Regions from separate parts of the Mus musculus genome. Here region 2 is linked to region 1. A link is a contact called in public HiChIP or PLAC-seq data. All regions are on one chromosome and are shown on one strand. Each heading gives the region's core, a stretch centred on a gene start, on an enhancer-like site or on the middle of the called end of the contact. The rest is flanking DNA. Distances are from core to core; before and after follow the strand shown.

Region 1 (5,196 bases), core at 778-3,277:
GTAGGGCCTTGAGCAGGTCTGACTGCAGATATGGAGAGAAGAAGAACTGAGAGCAGAAACCAGTTCTTGTTCAGTATCTGGCTCCAGAGAGAGCAGCAGACGCAACCGGAACTCACACTTCAATGTGGGACACGGCTACTCAACAAAAATGAACAACTTACAGATAAACAGCTTTCAGTGTAGCTAAGTCAGTGCTACAAAATCTAAAGATCTACCTAAAAGTAGTGAGAGAAAGGAAAAAAGCTAAACTGTAGAGGGGGTAAAGTGACTGCTGAGTGCAGTCAATTCTGGCACTCTCTCAGGTAACAAAGCCACATGTGCAACATGTATTACACTGTCAGTTACAAGGCTTAGGGCTCCTTCGTAGGTTTGCCATGTCCTGGCCTGCAGATCCTTCAGTGACTTAATGACTTACAATATCCATGCGATATGTGTTCATTTTGCACAGAGAACTGGCAATATGTCATGCTTATTAACATTTATAGGACATGGTAATGGCCTCTGGCCTCGAGTCTGTGAGAAGCTGAAAGCAACCTGGAGAGTGACACCAGGAACTGCTGCTGTTAAAGGCAGCAGACTGAGGAGACAAACTTTCCCCTCACTTGACTGACAGGAGGGATTTCTCACTGTTGCTGGTTCTTTCTCCTAATTAGAACAAAGCAGGGATCTGTTTGAGTAAGGTTTATTAGGAGCTTCATCTAATTACAGACTCTAAGCCAGAAAACCACTGCATCAACCACATTCTCGAGTGACTTGAATAGACCCTGTCCTGCCCTGGGACCATGTCAGTGCCAGTGGTGGGCACAGGAGCCCAGCACGCTGCAGAGAGGCAAGCTGCTGGGAACGACAACACGGCTCTCACACAAGATTCCTGCTTAGCTTTGTTTGGTTTTTGTGCTTTCTTAGGATAGAGTTTCTCTGTGTAGCCCTGGCTGTCCTGGAACTCACTCTGTAGACCAGGCTGGCCTCACTCGACTCAGGAATCCGCCCGCCTCTGCTTCCCAAGTGCTGGGATTAAAAGTATATGTCACCACTGCCAGCTTCTTATTTTTTAACTTAGAAGAAACTACAAAGCCAAATTTCTTTTTTAAGTCAAAAGTGGGGGGCAGGGTGGACTGGAGGGGCTCAGCAGTCACCAGACTCCTGGTTTGTGCTGAGGACCTGGATTCTATTCCCAGTGCCCACATGGCAGCTCAAAACCACTGCAACCACAGGTCCAGGAGATCCAGCACCCTCTTCTGGCCTCCACAGACACCAGGCATGCATGGGGTGTATATAAGCAAGATACACTCATCACATAAAACAATTTAAAAATAAAAATCAGATGTGGTGGCTCAGAGGCGGATAATCTCTGTGAGATTCAGGCCAGCTGGTCCACACAACTGGCCTAGGACCAGACAACCAAAGCTACAGAAACCCTATACCCAAAACAGCAGCAACGGCAACAAAAATCAAAAGGTGGGGGTCTGGAGAGTTGGCTCAGTGACTAACAGCACTTGCTTCTCTTCCATACGAATGGGTTTGTTGCCCAGCACCCACATGGAGCTCACAGCCATGTGTAACTCCAGTTCCATGGGATCTAGTGTCTAATTCTGACTTCCAAGGGCACTGCACACACATGGCACACAAACATACATACAGGCGAGACTCACAGTAGAACAATTCTATACAAATTCACGGCCATCTATCAAAAAGCAGAGGAAGTTTTAAGGAGGTTAAAAGTACTTTGAATAAAACAGTATCAATGAAGGCTAGAAATGACAGTGTTTATGGAAACAGGCAACCAGGCAGGCCTCCAGCATGTACTGGCAAATTAACCGTTCCCAGGCAGGGTAACCCTCATTGCCTTTTACCATCAGGCCTCTCCCATGGACAAACCAGAGCAAGCAAGTTACTTGAAAAGTCTGACATATTTTCTCTCAAAGAGATACAAAGTCCCAAAGAAGCACCACAGTGAGTGGCTCAAATGACCTCACTCTCGCCCCAGTCCCCATTGTGGCAGGTTGTGCCATCTTGTTTGCTTTGGGGCAAAAACAGAGGCTACCATCCTCAATGCAGAGCTCTCAGCAGACAAGCTGCCAGTGTGGACACAAAAGTCTGCAAGGGTGCCGAAGTCAGCTGAGCCTTGTTCCCTTTTTTTTCTTCAGCTACCAATTGAGAAAGATGTCCCTCTCTCCCTGGCTCCCTCCTCCCATTCTTACTAAAGTTTGTCTGGAGTGGTTTACTCACTGACAAGAACAAGTCAGTTTATTCCTCCTAACTTCCAACTGCAGCCATCGGTCACAAGCAGAAAAGGAGCTAAAACAAAGTCCATGCTAACAGGGTCACAGCGGCAGAGCCTAAGGCAGAATGAGTACCTAAAATTAGAGAGGGTGGGGCCCAAAAGGATCCTTTCTGGCTCCTGCTCTGTAAAGCAGACCCACTAACATTTCTAGCTCCGGTCATAAATATGTGAGGACTTTAGAGGCTCACAGTAAAACAGGCTTTCATTGAGCCTACCCACAAAATTCTAGTCTCAAATAGCTCAAAGACTGGTTGAAATAAGCAGCTAAAATGTGAAAGTAGGGAGAGAGACTTGGAGGAGACCAGGAGCAGGGGGCAGCAATTGGGATGTAAAATGAAAAAGTAAATTAATGGAAAAAACAAAAACTGACCAAAAAGTGTAGGGGCTGGGAAGGTGGCGTAGTGAGCAGTGCTTGCAAACATCAACACCCGAATCTGATCCCCAGCACCCACAAAAAAAGAAAAAAAGAAAAGAGAAGAAAAATAAGAAAATCAAGGGCAGTGGCGGTTTATAATCCCAGGCAGGAGGAACCCTGGGGTTTGCTGACCAGACTGTCTAGCCAAACCAGCAACCTCCAGGTTCAAAAAGAGAGCCTGTCTCAAAAAATAAGGTACACTGTAAGAGGAAGACACCAATTATCAAACTCTGCCTGTCCACCACTGCCCCTCAGTGACACAGGATGTGTGTGGGGGACATAACAAGACTATTTGAGAAGCTTTAAATTCTCACATGAGCAACACTAAAATTTACCAGGCAAGAGGCCAGGGATGAAATAAAGATGCACTTGCTGAGCATAACAGAGCACTCTAGATGTAGTCCTAGGCCCAGCAAAAAATAAAATAAATTTTTAAATAATAAAAGACACCAAGCAGTACTGATTCGCCAGTTTTTCTTTATCACTTGCTAACATAACCCTAGATGTCATGTTAGGAGAGAATGGGAGGCAGTGAGAACAGTTTCCTTCCTCCAGGACCATCTGCCAGTGTGGGGTTATTTCCAGTTGCCACATGTGGGCAATGCAGGGGGCCTTATATATCTAGAAAACAGAGGAACCAGGGCCACCGGAACAAACATCACAGTTGTAAATGTGGAAAAGCACCATGTACTCAGTCGCTCAGAGAGGAAAGCTCTCCACTATTGGCATGTCAGGTTCAAAGCAGCCCTAGGGACCATGAAATTCCAACTGCTACTTCTGAGTATGACTACAGCTAAGAATCTTCCAGACAAAACGCCTCCTTTCAGGATTGCTTCTTACCACAGATGTGAAGGCCTCATGAGAAATCAAACTGTGTGTCACTCAAAAAATAGAGTGCGATGGCTGAAAGCTTGAACACAGGAATCCTCAGGCCTCACTGGACCCCTCTGCATGTTAGGGTCGACATCTCCTCTGTCCTCTAGCACACGCTACTTTAGAGTCCAGTTCAAGGGAATAAATATGCTGGCCTTCCTCTCAGGCTGCCATTTACTGACATAGAAGCACAACAACAGAGAGAAATGAGATGGGGAGCAAGGGACGACTAAAAACACCTAGGCATCAGCTTGCTGACACAAGTCTCTTTATAAAAACTGCCAGGTGTAGTGGACACTCCTTTACCCTGAGCACTGGGCTGGCAGAGGCAGGAGGATCTCTCTTCAGGCCATTCTGGTCTAGACATGATAAGGTTCTGGGTCAGCCAGGGCAACATAGAGACTCTGTCTCAAAAAACAAAAATAAATAAATAAAGTCTCAAGCAGCCTTACTGAGCAAAAAAAAAAAAAAATGACACATGCCCATACTTTCAGGGTGTGGTGGTGCACGCCTTTAATCCCAGCACTTGGGAGGCAGAGGCAGGCGGATTTCTGAGTTCCAGGACAGCCATGACTACACAGAGAAACCCTGTCTCGAAGAAGAAAAAAAAAAAAAGAAAAGAAAAAAAAAGAAAAAAAAATTTTAATTACACATGATTTGCTACTAAGTGGCTAAGTGTAAATGTGTTCCTCACTCAGCAGTAAACCCAAAAATCCTGGTGACACTGAGGACTCCTGAACAATTCAATACACAAGGAGACAGAGTCCTCAGGCAGCCAGAATTATCTGGCTTTCTTACTGACAAATTCAATTTCAAAGTCTTACCAGTATACAACTTAAGGACTTTGTCTTGGTTTGGCAGGTTGGTTGTTTGCGTTTATTTTTTTGTTTTTTGTTTTTTGAGACAGGGTTTATCTGTGTAGCTCTGGCTGTCCTGGAGCTTGTTCTGTAGACCAGGCTGGCCTACAATTCACAGAAGTCAGCCTGCCTCTGCTTCCTGAGTGTTGGGATAAAGGTTTTCACCACCACACCAGGCTCTTGTTTTGTTTGTTAAAACAAAGACTCACTATATAGTCAAGGCTTGTCTTGTAATGATCCTGCCTTCATGATCAGATAAGCACTTATAAATAAATAGCAGAGTGTGTGTGTGTGTACACGCGTGCATGTGTGCACATGGGCTCCAGGCATACATATACAACAGCATGTATGTTGGGGTCAGGGGATTAACTTGCAAGAATGGGTTCTCTCTTTCTATCATGGGATTCAGGAACTGAAATCAGGTCACCAGGCTTGCCCAGTAAGCACTTTTTTTTTTAAGATTTATTTATTATTATATCTAAGAACACTGTAGCTGTCTTCAGATGCACTGGGAGAGGGCACCAGATCTCATTTTGGGTGGTTGTGAGCCACCATGTGGTTGCTGGGATTTGAACTCAGGACCTTCAGAAGAGCAGTTGGTGCTCTTAACCACTGAGCCATCTCTCCAGCCTCCAGCAAGCACTTTTAACCACTGAGCCATCTTGCTCACCCATGAGAAGACTTCTAATTAATTTTTCACTAATTAACATAAGATAATATAGTATCTGTTTCTGTATAATCAACATATCACTGCCCTTTGTAGAAGT
Region 2 (5,196 bases), core at 1,977-4,476, 360 kb after region 1:
ATTTTTATGAGGCCCTGAGTTCCATCCACAGGATGTAAACTGGGCTTGGTGGCAGCATAGGGGAGGTGAGGCAAGAGGGCCAGGATTAAAGGTCATCCTCCCAGCTGGAGGAACGGCTCAGTACTCTGGAGCAATCGCTGCTCTTATAGAGGACCCACATTCAGTTCCCATCACCTACATCAGAAGGCTCAGCTCCAAGGGATCTAACACCCTCTTCTGGCCTCTGTGGATACCCATGCAAGCATGACATTGACTTGGATACACACACATATAATAAAGTACATGGCTATCCTTGGCTACACAATGAGATTAAGGCCAGTCTGAGATATATGAGATCATGTCACAAAAATACACACATACATACATGCATACATGCATATATGCATACAGTCTAGAATTCAAACTCAAATTAGAAGTAGATTTACTTTAATAGTGGACTGGGGGGGGGGAGGATGATTTATCAAAGTAGAAGAAAAAAATAGAAGAAAAAAATCCACCGAAAATATACAGACTGAATTTGGAAAAAAACAGAAAACTGATCGTGGCACCTGCTGTCCCCCCTGATACACACAGAGATGAGCCTGCTCCTTAGGCCCTCAGTACAGTCTATCAGATAAATAACCCTGTGACTTGGTCTGTGAGCTCCCTCTCTGTGCCCTCAAAGCCCCCAAAGCTAACCTAATGGTGGGTTTGACAAGGTTTACACACCTTCCCCTTCACCTGCAAGACTACTTATAGCCTTAGGAACAAACTGCTAACATTGAAACCAATACTCAGCAAGGCTGAAAGAATCTTTAGTTTTCTCTAAATGGCTGAATGGAATCTTTGGGCGGAGCCCATGGCACACACTGTCTCTGCTGTGACATTATTTAACATAAATCAGCAGAATGGGCCTGTGGACTCTTATGTAATAGCAGGAGGGTTGGAAAGGATCCAAATGACATGCTGTCCCAGCAGGAGTTCCTTGACGTGGGTAATGTATTATGCTGTTCACTCTTGGGACAACCTATAGATGGGAGACGCGGTCATTCCCATGTAAACAATCTCACAAAGAGGAGATACTACCACGCTATCCCGCACACAGAGAAGCTCAAAGTTGACCTCTAAGGTTCTGTAGAGATGGGATCCTGGACTCCTCAGAGGGAATGGAAAGCTGGACAGGGCGGCTGATAAACCAAGAGAGGAAAATAGCCTTTGATACTTTGAGGAGCACAATCATACATGAGACAAAAGCTTAACTACAACTACAGTTCTGGAAAATTACACACATACATTGTGTGATAACTACGTGTGTAATGATGGCAGATGACAGTTAATGGACTATCTCAAACATAGATGGTTTTTACTGTTTCCACCACAAATTAATATATGATGGAGGCGACAGATGGGCCAATTATATGCCATCCACATGTTGCATACACAAAATTTTAAGAGAAAAAATTCTTAAATTTGCATACCAAAATAAAAAGCCAAAAAGCATAAAAATATCAATGTGTGTTATCTAAGAGTTCATGCTTTGTTTTGTTCCCCAAATTTCACAGCAGATTATTGGCCTTTTTAAAAAAATTATCTTTGGTTACATTGTTATACATATGGAAGGCAAGCACCTTTGAGCCATTATGCTAGCTCTGAAAATATTGTTTTTTATTCCAAAAGTAACTAATGGCTACTGAGGGGGAGGGGAAGCTGCAGTCAGGAGTTGACCTGAAATAACCCCTATGTGAATGATTTTAGCACCCTCCTCTTCAGGCACCCGGATGTCCTTCCTACCCAATTTACCTCTCTCTGTATAACCAGGCTCTCCCAGCAACCAATGCCCAGGCACTGCAGCTGCCCCAAGAGCTGGACAGTGGCTAGCCTGTTTAACGCTGTGTCCTACGGGTTCACTTTCCGTCTTCAGTGTGTTCTCACCTGCCAAGCTTTTCTTCTACTTGTTCACTGAAGACTGAATTCTAGAAACAGGTATGTCCAGTGTGCTGTTTCTGTTCATACCAAAGCCCTCTGCCTTACCCACAACCATCTGATATCACCACCATCACCCCACTGTCACTGATGATGGACTGCCAAGTTCCTGAAGGGGGACAAAGACACAAAAGCAATCAGTCCTTGCCCTGGAAAATACCTCCCAAGTATCTGGACACAAGGCAGTGACAGAGTGGAGCTGAAGACACTATGTGGCCCTCCAGCCATCAGACTCTTTTTTCTTTTTTCTTTTTTTTTTCTTTTTTTTTTTTTTTTTGGGTTTTTGAGACAGGGTTTCTCTGTATAGCCCTGGCTGTCCTGGAGCTCACTTTGTAGACCAGGCTGGCCTCGAACTCAGAAATCCGCCTGTCTCTGCCTCCCGAGTGCTGGGATTAAAGGCGTGCGCCACCACGCCTGGCTGCCATCAGGACTCTTAAAGAGCTAGCCAGGAAGTGTGTTGGAAGACTCATTTCACTCATTTCCAGACAAGTTAGGCAGTTCTGCTCCTCTCACTTCAAAGCCCCTTTATCTGCACAGGAAATGGGGTTGGATGGACAGCACAGGGCTGTGTGGGCTCTGCCTCACGAAGTCAGGGCTTAGTAGACGTCACAGCAAGCCAGCACCAGCACTTCTACATGCTGTTGCATCACATCTGCTTCTGCTTTTCCTAGTTTAGACTTCTTTCTAGTGAAAAGGCTCAAATCCAGCGACTAGAGCATTGCACTGCCTTAACATCTGGCTCAGTCTCATCGACGGAGACACAAGAGTAGGGGATTGAACGGAGACCTATGAGATTCTGTGGCCGCTCTACCCCATGCAAGTCAGAGGAGGAAATCCTGGTGGGAAATTCTCTGTAACTTCTTGGCTGCTGGGCTGCCAGGTTTAAGGCACCTGCAATCCCCTGGGTGACAGATGCAAACACTCATGGCAGGTCTCATAGCAAGCAGGCATCAGGAAGGTAGAATGACAAGGAACAGAGAGGCCACAAGGCAACCTAGGGATAAACAAGGCAGGTTCTCGCACCATGTAAGACTCTTTGAAAAGGCGTGGGCTAAGTGGTTTCTTTGTTACTTCAAGGTGACTAAAAGTGAACAGTCCACAGAAAGCAATCAAAACATCCAGGTCACTGAGAGACACAGGGAAGACTACGACAGTCTCAAGCATGTTCGGTCACAGTGGCTCATGCCTTAACACAGACAGGAGATGGAGGCAGAAGGAGCATGTGAACTGGAGATGTTCTGGGGAATTAAAGGCCGGGTGACCAACACAGAATGCCCACTTCCTGCAAGGCTAGTTATGATGGCGCACCCACCCTGTCCGCCCAGCTGCAGGGAGTTGGAGGCAGAGAAACTGTTATACTTCCACATTAAACTAACCCCAGAATGCCACACCATTTATTCTCAACTTTCTCAATAGTAGGAATGAAATTAAGTAGATCTGACATCAAAGGATCACACATTTTACATAAAGTAAAGACAGTGCTTTCTTTATGGTTTCCAAGTCCTTACCAGGAGCCAGCTTCTATGCAGATGCCATGTTTATAATTACAAAAGAGAAACAGCTATGCCAGAAGAGAAAGACTACAGCAGAAGCTGTTTTGGAGGCAGAGGCTAAAGGATCTGGAGCTAAGGGGAGAGCTTTAGGGGAGAGGGAGAGGCAGGCGGACAGACAGACAGACCGACTGTAGTATTCTATAGAAACCGAGCCCTGCCGCGCTTGCTCCCCTTCTTTGCCTCACAAGCCTTCTGAAGTACCTGTGTTCATAGAAAACAGAAATTAACAGGGCAACAGAGATGATTATGAATAAATTAGTGTCATTTTCCTTTACCACTCTTAAAAGTTGACTTAATGGTTTAAAAAATATTGTTGCAACAGAACAAGAATGGCAACGTGTTAAAACCTAATCAAACATGATTCACTCCAGAATGTTCCATGACTGATAACAGCTTACATCAACAATCTTCTGGCAAGCGTCACAATCCAATGAAAAGTCCGTTTTCCAACTTTCAATTCAAACCTGACCCATCAGCTCTGACCATGCCACCTGCTTTACTGTCTTAATTAACACTAATAGGTTAACAGAGCTAAGAACACTAAAATTAGATCTGTGTTTAACTGGTAGCCACGGGGCAAGGATCTTGAACATAAACCCCAAGGGCGGGAGCCAGGGTAGCAGGTGCTTTGGCAGGCTTTTCCTATACAAGCACAGACTTGGCCCTACCCTAGGCTACTGTAAATTAAGCACCGCAGAAATTAGCAACAGCTTCTCAGAAAAAAGGCCAAGGGCTTGCCAGCACCCAGGTGCTGTGTGTACTTAGAGCAGCGCCTCCCTTCAGGTCTGCCACAGCCTGGGAGACATGGCCCCTGCTGAAGCTCTACACTGCAAGGACTGGGGTGGGGGAATTTTACTGACATCAGGAGCTCCAGGCCTTGCATGTACCACCCACTGTAGATTCTAATCCATAGGCAGGAAGCTCCCTCCCACTCACCCATCCATCCCTCGTCCCTTTGTGTACGGTAGCTGGGGCATAGGGACAGGAAGGGGACATTTGTCTGAACTGGTGCCGGACTTCAAGCGTCCACACACAATAGATATCTCACTGTCTGTCATCCTTTTTCACAGATAAGTACCTGAGTGGGCAGGCCATATGAAGTCAACCACTCAAAGCTTCCAAAGTCCAGATTACAGATGCGCAGGCCCCAGACTGGTGTTCTGTTTTCTGCTGGGGCAGAGGGGGGGCTCTTCTGACCCCTCTACTTTATTTCATGATAAGGTCCCTAGTCACATGCTGGACTATGCTACTGACTTTATTGAAGCTTTGAAGTTTTCTATAATAAAGTAATTACTAAGGAAACAAATTAGTTTGACCCCAAAGTAGCTCTTAACCTCGAGTTAATCTTCCCAGTGTCAAGTGAAATTCAAACAAATCCAAATATTCTAATTCCTACAAATCTTAAGATTCCTAATGCTTTAAACCAGAGTGAAAAGAAGCCAGGCTCAACAGCTCAACAGCAAAACAAAGGCAAACAAACACCGAGGCAACATTTGACTCCCTCCCACTTATCACAGGCTCACACTGGTAGCCCAGGACAGAACCTTGCAGTGAGGGGATCCAGCAGGCCCTGCAGATAAAACCATGATGGGCCCTGGCCTTGCTGCAGTGAAATGGAACTCTTCCTACCTTGTGCTCATATTAATATAGGGCATGGGGCACTAGATTCAATAAAGGATTA

What was found. HiChIP or PLAC-seq counts read pairs in DNA pulled down with a chosen protein or histone mark.
Region 2: an H3K27ac HiChIP or PLAC-seq map of microglia shows a contact between it and region 1, with 4 times the contacts expected there. The contact joins two enhancer-like sites. A contact is called at or near these places in 2 of 115 datasets of contacts at active chromatin or transcription factors (microglia and pancreatic cancer cells) and 1 of 9 other capture datasets (liver).

Annotation. Positions count from the first base shown.
Region 1 is chr2:166,974,429-166,979,624 of GRCm38.p6, forward strand. The region is part of intron 1 of Stau1 (staufen double-stranded RNA binding protein 1); the gene reads right to left. Among named protein-coding and RNA genes, the nearest start is that of Stau1, 19 kb to the right of the region's middle. Within about 2 kb of position 2,028, at least 77 of the 459 cell types and tissues checked have an H3K27ac peak or open chromatin away from gene starts, as enhancers often do. A contact at or near this core is called in liver and microglia, where this site is marked.
Region 2 is chr2:167,332,710-167,337,905 of GRCm38.p6, forward strand. All of the region lies in intron 1 of B4galt5 (UDP-Gal:betaGlcNAc beta 1,4-galactosyltransferase, polypeptide 5), which reads right to left. Among named protein-coding and RNA genes, the nearest start is that of B4galt5, 14 kb to the right of the region's middle. Within about 2 kb of position 3,227, at least 107 of the 459 cell types and tissues checked have an H3K27ac peak or open chromatin away from gene starts, as enhancers often do. A contact at or near this core is called in liver and microglia, where this site is marked.